Regions from separate parts of the Sus scrofa genome. Here all the other regions are linked to region 3. The links are chromatin contacts, called in public promoter capture Hi-C maps. All regions are on one chromosome and are shown on one strand. Each heading gives the region's core, a stretch centred on a gene start, on an enhancer-like site or on the middle of the called end of the contact. The rest is flanking DNA. Distances are from core to core; before and after follow the strand shown. Region 1 holds the start of ECI1 (enoyl-CoA delta isomerase 1). Region 2 holds the start of MLST8 (target of rapamycin complex subunit LST8). Region 3 holds the start of SRRM2 (serine/arginine repetitive matrix 2).

Region 1 (3,782 bases), core at 73-2,572, 480 kb before region 3:
TTATTTTTTTGTCTTTTTGCCTTTTCTAGGGCCGCTTCCTGCGGCATATGGAGGTTCCCAGGCTAGGGGTCGAATCGGAGCTGTAGCTGCCAGCCTACACCAGAGCCACAGCAACGCAGGATCTGAGCCGTGTCTGCAACCTACACCACATCTCAAGGCAACGCCGGATCCTTAACCCCTGAGCAAGGCCAGGGATTGAACCCGAAACCTCATGGTTCCTAGTCGGATTCGTTAACCACGGAGCCATGACGGGAACTCCCCTTTTTTTTTTTTTTTTTTTTTTTCTTTTTTGTCTTTCTGCCTTTTCTAGGGCTGCTTCTGCTGCATATGGAGGTTCCCAGGCTAGGGGTAAAATGGAGCTGTAGCCGCTGGCCTACGCCACAGCCACAGCAACGTGGGATCCAAGCCGTGTCTGCAACCTACACCGCAGCTCAAGGCAACGCCGGATCCTTAACCCCTGAGCGAGGCCAGGGATTGAACCCGCAACCTCATGGTTCCTAGTCGGATTCGTTAACCACTGCCCCACGATGGGAACTCCTAAAACTTCAAAAACAGAAACATTTTTTATCTTCAGTGAAGTGGGGGATCAAACAGACTATTGACCTTAACACTTGGACTCAACAGAAACTCTGTTTTCCTTTTTACAGAAGTACTTGCGGCTAAGAAGTTCCCAGGCCAGAAGTGGAATCCGGCCAGCCAGCACCACAGCGGATCCGAACCGGATCTGCGGCTTCTGCTGCTGTGGCAATGCTGGACTCTTAGCCCACTGAGCGAGGACAGCGATCGCACGTGCATCCTCACAGACTCTATGTTGGGTTCTTAACCCGCTGAGCCACAGAGGGAATTCCAAGAAACTGACTTTAAAACTGAGCTTTATCTCGCAGCCTTTCCAAGTTCGATAGCTTTCACTGGGTCTGGATGTCGGTTCCGGGCCCGTGTGGCGCGGGCTCCGCCGCCAGCGGCCGCCGCGTCGTGTCCTGCCTCAGCACCTGCAGCAGGCTCTCGGCCGCCGGGATCCCGCCGCGATCCGGGCGCTTACCTGCGGCCGCGGCCGGCTCCACCAGGACGTGCTGGCTCCCGAAGCGCCGCGCGCCGTTCCTGATGCCCGCTGCAGCCTCCGTCCGTCCGAGGGCCACGCCGCGGAGCAGGGCCCCTGCGAAAGGCAGCGCGAAGCCAGTCAGCCTGCCGCCCCACCGGGCCAGGCCCCCGGCGCCCCGGCCCCCCGTGCCCCGGGCACGCACAAGGGCGGAGCAGGGCGCGCGCCGGGAGGCGCAACACCGCCGTCAGCGCCATCTTGACCGCACTGAGCGGGGTCGCGGCCTGACCGCCCCGCCCCTTCCGGCTCAGCCGGCCCCCGCCCCCCTGCCCTGGCCGCCCCGCCGGAGGGCGGGCCGGGCGCAACCAAGGTCACCGTCGGGGCCAGCGGGGAAGCGGGCCAAAGGTGGCCAGTACTTCACCTTCACCCATAGCCGCGGGCAACTGCGTTAGCTGCCGAGAGGGCTGCGAGCTGAAGGGGTTCTAAGGGGGTTTGGGAACCCTGGCGAGCTGCCTTCTAGATTCAGGGGTCACAGCTGAAGCAACCAGATCACACCCACAGACGTGGGCACTGGAAGGGTGCTAACGGGGAGCTTAGAGTCGTAGTGCGCACTCCGGCCTGTGGGTGGCAGCTACAGCTGGTAGTTTAGCCACAGGCATGGGGGGGGGGGATCATAGCCTGATGACCAAGAATGGACCATGCACAAAACAGCAAGTAAACAAAACGTGGGCAGCACACAAGTGAGGCTGGGGACAAGAGGCATCCGCACACTGCCGGCAGGCCCCCAATGCTCCTCCACAAGAAAGGGAAGCCGAGTGAGCTCCTGTCGGGGCTACAGAAATGAATCTGACTAGTATCCATGAGGATGCGGGTTTGATCCTTGGCCTTGCTCAGTGGGTCAGTGATCCAGCATTAGCTGTGAACTGTGGTGTAGGCTGCATATGCGGCTCGGGCCTTGCGTTGCTGTGGCGTAGGCCAGTTGCTACATCTCCGATCGGACCCTTAGTCTGGGAAGCTTCACATGCTGTGGGTGCAGCCCTAAAAAGCAAAGCAAAAAAAAAAAAAAAAAAAAAAAGTAACCCCACCGTTTTATTTGCTTGACCCTATAAGGCGGAGACGAGGGAGGGATGGCTAGCCTGTGTGCACTGTTCTGACCAGTTTAACGCTGGCCACGGTGGTGCATGACTGGGGGGCTTTGTTCTGGAACCTCCTGAGCACTTTCAGTTCTTCCTGTGGAACAAACCGGTCTACAATGTGTGCCTACGGAGCAGCCCAACACCCCTGTGTTTTCCTGGTTGAGAGGTCTTCAAGTGTGACTTTGGAGATGAAACCAAGAGTTTTCAGGTACCCATGTGTTTTTAATTCCCTCCAACTGAAGCTACCGTCTTTGGGGCCAAGGGATGGGAAGGAGGCAGTGATCCTGATGCTTGAGCTGCACACTATTCAAGGTTTATTCAACACAGCCCTTTTACTCTACACAACAAAGTACAAACACAACATTATCTAAAATGCTACAAAGTTACAAAACTCAAAACAGAAAATTTGTAGTACTGACTGTACAATAAAAGCCAAAAAAGCAATGTACACGTTGGTTGCCAAGGTATCCTGCATCGCCGTCAGGAATACCAACACAAGCACTTTCCGTGGTGACCTGCTACGACCAGACACTTTCATTTCGGAGAAAGACATGGGCTGTGTGTGCACGCACACACGAGAATATATGTAAAAACCATTCTGGGCAGGTAAGAGAGGGTATTTGATCCTAGAGGTCAGAGAGGATTCAAGTAGGGGGGAGGCCAGACTAACAGCAACGGCAGCTGCATAAAAGCACATCCTTTCCTGAGGGACCCTGTAAGCCAACAGGTTAGGGCATGACTAGGCCACCAGACTGGCCCCGGGTCAACCAGGGAATGGAAAAAACGTGCTCCCAGGCTGGGGCTGTGCCACTACCTGGCGCCCCCTGCTCATCCCTGCTGGCTCTGCCACTAAACTGACTCCCAGGAACTAGAAACGTGGGATCTTTCTAGCCAGAAAACCATCTTTCCAGGCACATCCCCAAGCCTGCCCCTGAGTGAGAGCCTTCGTTCCTACCCATCCCCCTTTGGCTAGACAACTGATGAAAGTGAGCTGGATGGGACATAAGTCTCAGGGGCAGAGCTTCCGTGGCTCCGCTTATCGGGAGGAGTTGGAGCTGGAGCGGCTCCTGTGGCGGCGGCGGCCAGGGGAGCGGGATCGTCGGCGCACAGGGGACCTGCGCCTGGGGGACCGCGACCTGTGGGAAAAGGAGAAACCACATCAGCCACAAGCACACAGGCCAAGGAGCAGCTCTGAATTTAGGATGGCAGGGAACGCAGCCCCGCTCAGAGCAACTCTATACAATTTCATAGTCCAGCACCAAGTCAGGACAGCTCCCTCCGGGTGACACTGACAGCACCCCTAGGAGAGAAAGGAAGGTTCTGGAGACCAAAGGCACAAGCGGCAGGCTTCCTAGAGAGGTAGGCTGAACGCGGGCCTCTCCGCTGCTCCTCTGTTCCTTCCGGTTTTCTCACGGAGCAGGGGGAGGGTCACCCCCAGCCCCAGTTCCTCTATCAGGCAGCTGCTCTTCCTTTTCTCAGCTGGAAAGAACACGATGGACCCCGGGAGCCACAGATGCTGCGTTCCCCACGGAGGTCCCCAAACCACTGCCCTCCGTATTAAAGAAATAAACCAAAACTGACCCTCGTCAGTCCTCAGAGACAACAGCGAC
Region 2 (3,820 bases), core at 296-2,795, 510 kb before region 3:
CCGAGGGCCAGTGTGGAGACAGGAACCCTGGAGGCTACCAGCCTTTAGGGGAAGGCAGAGGAAGAGACTGAGGGCTGGGTAAGAGCCAGGAGATGATAACGGGAGCTTTTCAGGAGCAGTGCTGTCAGCCACTATGCAGACAGACGTGATGAGGTGCAGAAGGAAAAGTATCTATTGGGTCTAGCAGTGTGAGATGGCCAGGGACCTTGTGAAATTTTCATTGGTGAGCTGGGAGTAAGAGACATGACAGCGGGTCACGGAATGTGAAGTCAGGACAGCTCTTTTTTTTTTTTTTAATGTGTTTTTTTTTTTTAAATTTTGGGGTCTTTTTGTCCTTTAGGGGCACACTTGTGGCATAGGGAGGTTCCCAGGGTAGGGGTCCAATCGGAACTGTAGCCACCAGCCTATGCCAGAGCCACAGCAAGACAGGATCTGAGCTGCATCTTCGACCTACACCACAGCTCACGGCAATGCTGGATCCTTAACCCACTGAGCAAGGCCAGGGATCGAACCCTTGTCTTCATGGATGCTACTCAGGTTCGCTAACCGCTGAGCCAGGACGGGAACTCCATGACAGCTCTTTGGTGGTGGTGGTGTTCGCCTGCACCTGTGGTCTGTGAAAGTTCTCGGGCCAGGAATGGAACCCTGCACTACAGCAGTAATGATGCCAGATCCTTAACCGTTAGGCCACCAGAGAACTCCAAGGAGTGTGAAGGAAGGATGGCTTTTGGAAAGAGTCCAGGCTGGAAGGAGTGTTTTGGGTTGTCTTGTGCTGTTGAAAGGCTGAGGGGAAGCAAAGACGGGAGGGGGTGAAGGTACAGGAAGGAAGGTTCCTGTGACCCAGGGCCTGGATGCTTGGGCAGGGACACTGGCTTGGTCAAGGGGCCAGAGGAAGGGAGGGGTGCAGCTGCATGTGGGCGCCTGGGAGGAAGAAAGTGTGGGAGAGCCTGTCTCAAGGATTCTATTTTCCTGTGAAAGAGGGTGAAACCACGTGGGTAGAGCCTGGGAGGCCTGGATGGAAAAGGAGGCTTGAGGGACCCCCGTTTTGGAGAGGGCACTAGGATTAGTGAGGGGCTGGACAGGTCTGAAAGGGACCAGACCAGGGTGGCCTGATCTAGCAAATAAAACCACAGGACATCTCGTTCCATGAGAATTTCACCTAGACAACGAGGAACTTACTAGTCTAACTCATACAATATTTGGGATATATTAGTACTTTAAAAATACACAAAATGTGTTGCTTATCTGAATTCAAATGCAACAGGGTGTCCCACAAATTACCTGGGAACCCCAACCCCGCGTGGGGAGCAGGGGATGCGTGGGAGGGAGGGGGTGGCGCGACACGGACCTGGAGAAAGGGTTTGAGAAGGGTGGGGTGCCGGAGGGGCAGGAGGCTGGGGTCGCTGCTTTCGTCCCGCCGCGCCGCCTGGGAGCACAGAGGCCTGTACAGGTTCTTCCCAGACAGCAGGGACCCCGTGCCCCAGAACTTCGGTCTCGTCCCCCCGCCCCCACCCCGTAGGTCCCTTGGTGTCGCCGTAATGGCTCATCGATAGCTCTACACTCGGCCTACGCCTCTATCGACTCGTTCCGGCTCCGCTCACCGTCCTGGACCTCGGCGGAGCGCAGAGCCGCGTGTAAGGTACGGAGGCCGCGGAACGAGAGCTCGAAGGCGGCTTCCAGTGGCCGGGAGAGTGCGCCCGGGGGAAGCTGCCTTAGCGGGACGGAGTCAAGACGGTCGGCGGAGCACCGGGGGCTCGCGGGTCCAGGCAGGTAGCGCCCCCTTCCATCAGGGTCAGCCGCCGGCCTTGCTACGCATGCGCGGCCGCAGCGTTCCGGCTTTTTCCCCTCCGGCCCGTCCGGGGCCCTGCTGCGCACGCGCGGCCCGCCCCTGCGGCAGAGCGGCGCCCCGGACGTGACTGCCCCCTGCCGGTCGCGGGTGGGGTGGCGTTCCGTCCGCGTTCGTGGGACCGGGAACGGAGCGCGCGCCTTGGAGCACGGAGCTGTCCCCGGATGGTTGTCACGCGTGTCCCTGAATCTCTCTGAGCCTCGGTTTCCCCATACTTAAAATGGGAATGATTTTATTTTCCAGCACTCAGTGATCTGTTGTCACCTATTAAGGACATAGAGGGTATTCTCTAAATACTGAACTCTTTCTTCTCCAGATGCTCTGATCTTTGACCCCTGCCGGTCAGACCTAGGGCCCTGTGTAGGTCCGAGTCTTTCAAGCAGCCACACCATGAACACGTCTCCAGGCACGGTGGGCAGTGACCCTGTCATCTTGGCCACTGCAGGCTATGACCACACAGTGCGGTTCTGGCAGGCCCACAGCGGGATCTGTACCCGAACCGTACAGCACCAGGACTCCGTATCCTCCCCTGGGGCTGTGGGATGGTGCTGGGCAGGATGCCTGGTGGGGTAACAGCCTGAGCAAAGGCCTCCAGTGGGAAGGATGGGATAGCCGAGCTGGATGCCGGAAGCATTGGGGGCCCCTGGCCCTGGGGCCCTGTTCCTTGTCCTTAACAGGCCCAGCAGGTGAACGCACTGGAGATCACACCCGACCGTAGCATGATTGCTGCTGCAGGTACCTTCTCCTCCACTCCGGGCCCTGATTTCCCATAGGTCCATCTAGGCCCAGCCAGACTTGAGCTTGAACTGTGCCCCCAGGTTACCAGCACATTCGCATGTATGATCTCAACTCCAATAATCCCAACCCCATCATCAGCTACGATGGGGTCAACAAGAACATCGCGTCTGTGGGCTTCCATGAGGATGGCCGCTGGATGTACACTGGTGGCGAGGACTGCACGGCCCGGATCTGGGACCTCAGGTGCGGGGCACTGGGTGGGAGGAGGGGCCAGGCTAGAGACTGTCTCAGGTCAGGTTCACTCCAGGTGAGAGCTGAGACAGAGTTTTCGGTGCAGTGGTTTCTAGAGGGCAGGTGCGGAAGGCAGGATGAAGGCACACAAAGATGGGTGTAGCCTTAGCCTGATCCCACAGGGCCCTCTGAAACCACCTGCTTCAAAGAGGAAGTCCCAGAGCTCCTGGTGGCTTGGCAGGTTGGGGGTGTCACTGCTGTGCTGTGGGTTTGATCCCTGGCCGGGGAACGTCCATGTACTGAGGGTGTGTCCAAAAAACAGCAAATAATAATGATAAGAGAGCAGTCCCGCCTCGAGGCAAGAGGCCACCCTTCATGCCCCTTCTGAGTCTGTCACTGGCTTCAGGCTACCCCTCATGGGGGTGGGGACAAGCCTCCCGCGTATTTCCTGTAAGACAGCGCCCATCACAGAAGGATGAGGATGAGCGGCCAGGGAAGGGGCGTGTGGGGGGGGGGCAATAGCGTCTGCCACAGACGGAGCGTGTCCCCACGTTGAAGGTCCCGGAACCTGCAGTGTCAGCGGATCTTCCAGGTGAACGCGCCCATTAACTGCGTGTGCTTGCACCCCAACCAGGTGAGGGGCACACACAGGGCTGGGCACCCTGGGGCTTTGGTGGGCAGGGGTCCTGCCCTGCCTCACCTCCCCTGCCCCTCAGGCGGAGCTCATCGTGGGTGACCAGAGCGGCGCCATCCACATCTGGGACCTGAAAACTGACCACAACGAGCAGCTGATCCCGGAGCCCGAGGTCTCCATCACGTCTGCCCACATCGACCCCGACGCCAGCTACATGGCGGCAGTCAACAGCACTGTGAGTCCTGGGGAAGGTGGGTGGCTCGTACCCAGCCTTTATCTCCTGTGTTCTCCACAGGGGGGCTTCTTCCCCAGGTGTCCCTCTGGCCCCTTCCTCTCCGCCATCCTGGGCTCCAGCTCTGGCCCAGTCACCA
Region 3 (3,729 bases), core at 33-2,532:
AAAGGGGTGGGGAGTGTGCAGAAAAATGGACCTGAGTAACAGCGCAATAAGCTCAGTACAGGAGCAGTGTGGTAGCTGAGTGGACACTAGGCAGCCCAGAAAACGAAAATACTCGCTCAGGAAGAAATCCAAACTCACACACTCAGGAGAAGAAAAAAAACACAAAACACTTTCTCAATTTTTCGACCCAAAATATATCTTAAAGAGGCGTCTGAGAGGAAACCAAAAACTAGAAGACTTGGGCGCCAAATGAAGACAAAGTCCAGCGTTTCCTGAGGCTGGCAGCCTCTTCCCTAACTTTAACATAACTTTTTGGTAAATAACAAAACACGGGGAAAGAGGAAAGAAAGAGAAGGAGCGAAAGAAACAAAAGAAAAACTGAGAAAGCAGTACATGGCCTGCCTCTACGTACCTAGACTGAAGGACTTTTTTCCTAAACGTTTCCCTTTTTTAACGCTTCAAGACAGAGAGTAACGCATCCGAACTGTCTTAAATCTCTTGGGCGTTTAAGTTCAAGGCCTTCTCTGCACTGGCTGAGCCACCAGGGCCTATTTTCGGCCTTGAGGGAGAGGGAGGGGGCTGAGCGGCGCCCCGTAGTCTGGGAGGCTCAAGGCCGGACCACAAGCCTCCGGGAGGGACGGGTTGACCAAACCGAGAGGCTCAGGGGTGAGGAGCCGGGAGCGCCCCCCCCCGGCGCGCCGCCGCCGCCCCCTCCCCGCCGAGAAAATGTCGGCAAGGACAGCTGCAGGAGGGCCTCCCGGCCGCACGCGCTGGGGAGCCGGGAAGCCGAGTCGCGCGCTCCCCCCTCCTCGCCGAGAACGCGCGCGAGGCCGAGGGCAGTCGGCGGCGCGCGCCGTTACCATGGGGGAGGGGAGGAGGAATAAAGACCCGCGCGCGGTAAGAACCCCGAGGAGGGGGAAGGGAAGGCAGGCAAGCGAGAACGTCCGCACGAGCTAGGGGTGGCCAGCGCGCGTGCGCGCGGCGGCCTGAGCCGTTCTCCGCGCGCTTTGGCCTAGCGCCGGGGCCGCCGCCCCTCCCCCACCCGGCTCGCGCGCTCCCTCACCCGCCGCCGCCGCCTCCGCCCGCCGCTTCCGAGGGGGAGAGCTGTTGCCGCCGCCGCCGCTCGAGGTCCTGAGTCCCTCGGCGCCTGGAGTCGCCGCCTTGCCTCCCCGGTCCGCCCGTCTCAGCCGACACAGACGCCTCCTCGCTTCCTCAGGGGCCGCAGCGGGCTCCGACTGCGCCACTCGCACCCCGCCTGGGCCGCGCTGCACGTCAGCACGACGGACTAAGAACGTCAGCACGCTACCGCGCGCGTCGCAGGGCACGCCGGGAGCCGTAGTACTCTCCACGGCCTTGTGCGCAGGCGCCGAGACTGCACCGGGAAGTGTAGTTAATTAAGGCCCGAGGGAAGGGCAACTCCGTTGTCGAAGAACTATGATTCCCGTCGGCCCGTTGCCGACGCGGTCGGAGGAGCGGACCGAGAATGCAAGCAACGCATTCTCGACAGTTTCCGCTGGGAGGCGGAAGACATAGGGCCTATCGCCACATAGCCAGCGCGAGGGCTCTCCTTGACCTCCCGACTTCGTCCCAGGGTATCCTGGGAGTTGTAGTTCTAGGAGGACGCGGAACCCTTAAGTAGCTTCGCCTTCCCCTCACGCGGCCATTTTGTCTCCCCATGTTGGGAGGCGATGGTCCCAAGCCCAGGGACCCTGCGGCTCCCAGGTGATTGCCGTCCCCTGTCCTTCCGCACCCGGGAGACCTCTACCACCCCGCCCAGACCCCGGCCAGCGGACATCCCGGGAACCCCAGAGCCCAGCGTCTGGCTCAGGGCTTGAGCCTTAGGCCCGGCCAGTAGGCGGTCTTGTTCGCAGCTTCTGCCCGCCGCAGACAGTGTTGAACCGGGCGGCTGCACCCCGGGGATGATTTTTTGTTACCATCCCCCGCCTGTAAGGGGGCGATGAGCTTTTTCTCTTAGGGAACCTGAGATGTATCATATACGTGTTAGGGCGAAAACGTTACCGACGCCCTGAAGTTTTCCACCCCTCTGCAGAGTGCCTGAGTCCAGTTTTTTCCAGTGGGAGAGCAGCCAGTCTCCCTCAGAACAGAGGTGGAAGAAGCGAGGCTTCCCAGGCAGGCCACAGTTTCAGCTGGAGTCCCCACCTCCTGCTCGAACTGCAGTTTGCGCTCGGCTGCCCTGGTTAGTCCAGGTTCTTACACCCTCATCAGTGTTGGGGACATGGCTTGGATGGTCAGTCGAAAAATGAGACATGAACACTGGGAGATCTCGACAAGGCTCTTTACTTCTGCAGAAGGGTGTGGGTGCTCAAAAAGCGCGTGCAAAGAAAAGCCCCTCCCTATTTATCCCCACCGCAGGTGATGTACCTGTTGCCTTCGCCTGGGTCAGGTCAAGGTGCACATGCTTCTTCTCGGTTGGCTAATTTGAAACAAATTGTTACTGGGAGAAGTGGGGGGGGGGAGCTCTGCAGGAAGGCCTTTCAGCAGATGCTGGAAACAGTAGCAAAATGGAGTAACCAGGATTTCCTTTGTGTTGCTTTCCACATCAGGACCCATCTCCTTGCAGTCACTTAATCACCTGAAGTGGGCTTGAGTTTGAAGGATTATATTTGACACGGACTCAGTTTTCTTTGTAACCTGCCCGCAGAAGAATAAAGTCATCTTGTAACCTAGGGCCCTATGGGGCTCCGGGGCCCAGAAGCCCTTCTGTGTTCTCTATTTCTTGTTTTTAGGAAAAGAGCCTCATTTGTCCTCCTTTGCCTTCCCCGAGTTTTAAGGGGCAGGTTCACACGCTTGCTCATCAGGGAGGGGAGGGGATGCAAAGGCGAGAGAGCAACAGTCAAGCGGCAATAGGACAGTCAGGGGACACGGTCCTGGTTCCCCCCTCAAGGGATACACATAATGATGTAGGCATCTTATACACCTAAGAGTAAAGTTCCTTTCCTTACGCTTTCTTTAGAAATGAATGCTTTCAAATCGAAGTTTGGGGCCCTTCCTTATGCTTCTCCCACAACTGATTGCACCCTAAGCACAATCACCTGTAAACTAAAGATCAGGCACCCTGAACACAATTGCCTGTAGGTTAAAGATTATTAACACGTGATGTTTTTCAGGACCTTTCCTAGTTTTTTCTAATGTCTGGTCCATATGCCCTTTTTACAAGTACTCTTATTCAAATAAGTACCCCCAAGACTACCACCAGGATGTCGCAGACATTCTCCTGACACCAACTTTGATGACTTAGGATCCCCCGAAAAACGGAAGAATGCATGTCTGCCCAAACCCTTATTTTTATATGAAACCATGTTTTTCTCCTTTTAGGCTATAAAACTCCCTCCAATTCTTCCCCAAAGGAAGGCGCAGTCTTTAAGGCATTAGCCTGCTGTGGCCTCCTTTGCCAGGGAAAGCAATAAAAGCTATTTTTTTTTTCTCTCCTTCACCCAACCTCTGTCTCCACATTTCTCTTTGGCACTGGTGGACGGAGGCCAAGTTTCAGCAACAATCTCAGATGCTGGAACTGGGTGAGCCACCACTTTGTGTAGTTTGGGGTTAGTAAATGCCAACGATCACATTTGAATGGATAAGCAATGGGGTCCTGCTATACAGCACAGGGACTTGCATCCAATCACTTGTGATAGAACATGATGGAAGATAATGAGCAAAAGAATGTATATATGTATATATGGCTGGGTCACTGCTACAGCAGAAATTGAC

What was found. Promoter capture Hi-C pulls out the DNA fragments that hold promoters and counts their contacts.
Region 1: a contact with region 3 is called in a promoter capture Hi-C map of fetal skeletal muscle, with 6 times the contacts expected there. The contact joins the promoter of ECI1 here to the promoter of SRRM2 in region 3. A contact is called at or near these places in 1 of 5 promoter capture datasets (fetal skeletal muscle) and 1 of 2 datasets of contacts at active chromatin or transcription factors (skeletal muscle).
Region 2: a contact with region 3 is called in a promoter capture Hi-C map of fetal liver, with 4 times the contacts expected there. The contact joins the promoter of MLST8 here to the promoter of SRRM2 in region 3. A contact is called at or near these places in 1 of 5 promoter capture datasets (fetal liver), 1 of 47 Hi-C or Micro-C datasets (alveolar macrophages) and 1 of 2 datasets of contacts at active chromatin or transcription factors (alveolar macrophages).

Annotation. Positions count from the first base shown.
Region 1 is chr3:39,748,282-39,752,063 of Sscrofa11.1, reverse strand. ECI1 (enoyl-CoA delta isomerase 1) reads right to left here and starts at 1,322. Exons shown (of 7, transcript NM_001285973.1): 1 at 1,242-1,322; 2 at 1,040-1,153. The coding sequence starts at 1,293. RNPS1 (RNA-binding protein with serine-rich domain 1) reads right to left here. Exons shown (of 8, transcript XM_003481099.4): 8 at 2,464-3,308. The coding sequence ends at 3,209.
Region 2 is chr3:39,783,931-39,787,750 of Sscrofa11.1, reverse strand. MLST8 (target of rapamycin complex subunit LST8) reads left to right here and starts at 1,545. Exons shown (of 9, transcript XM_013987830.2): 1 at 1,545-1,766; 2 at 2,163-2,365; 3 at 2,530-2,581; 4 at 2,665-2,827; 5 at 3,374-3,449; 6 at 3,532-3,684. The coding sequence starts at 2,237.
Region 3 is chr3:39,272,841-39,276,569 of Sscrofa11.1, reverse strand. It overlaps SRRM2 (serine/arginine repetitive matrix 2), which reads right to left and starts at 1,282. Exons shown (of 15, transcript NM_001244545.1): 1 at 1,064-1,282.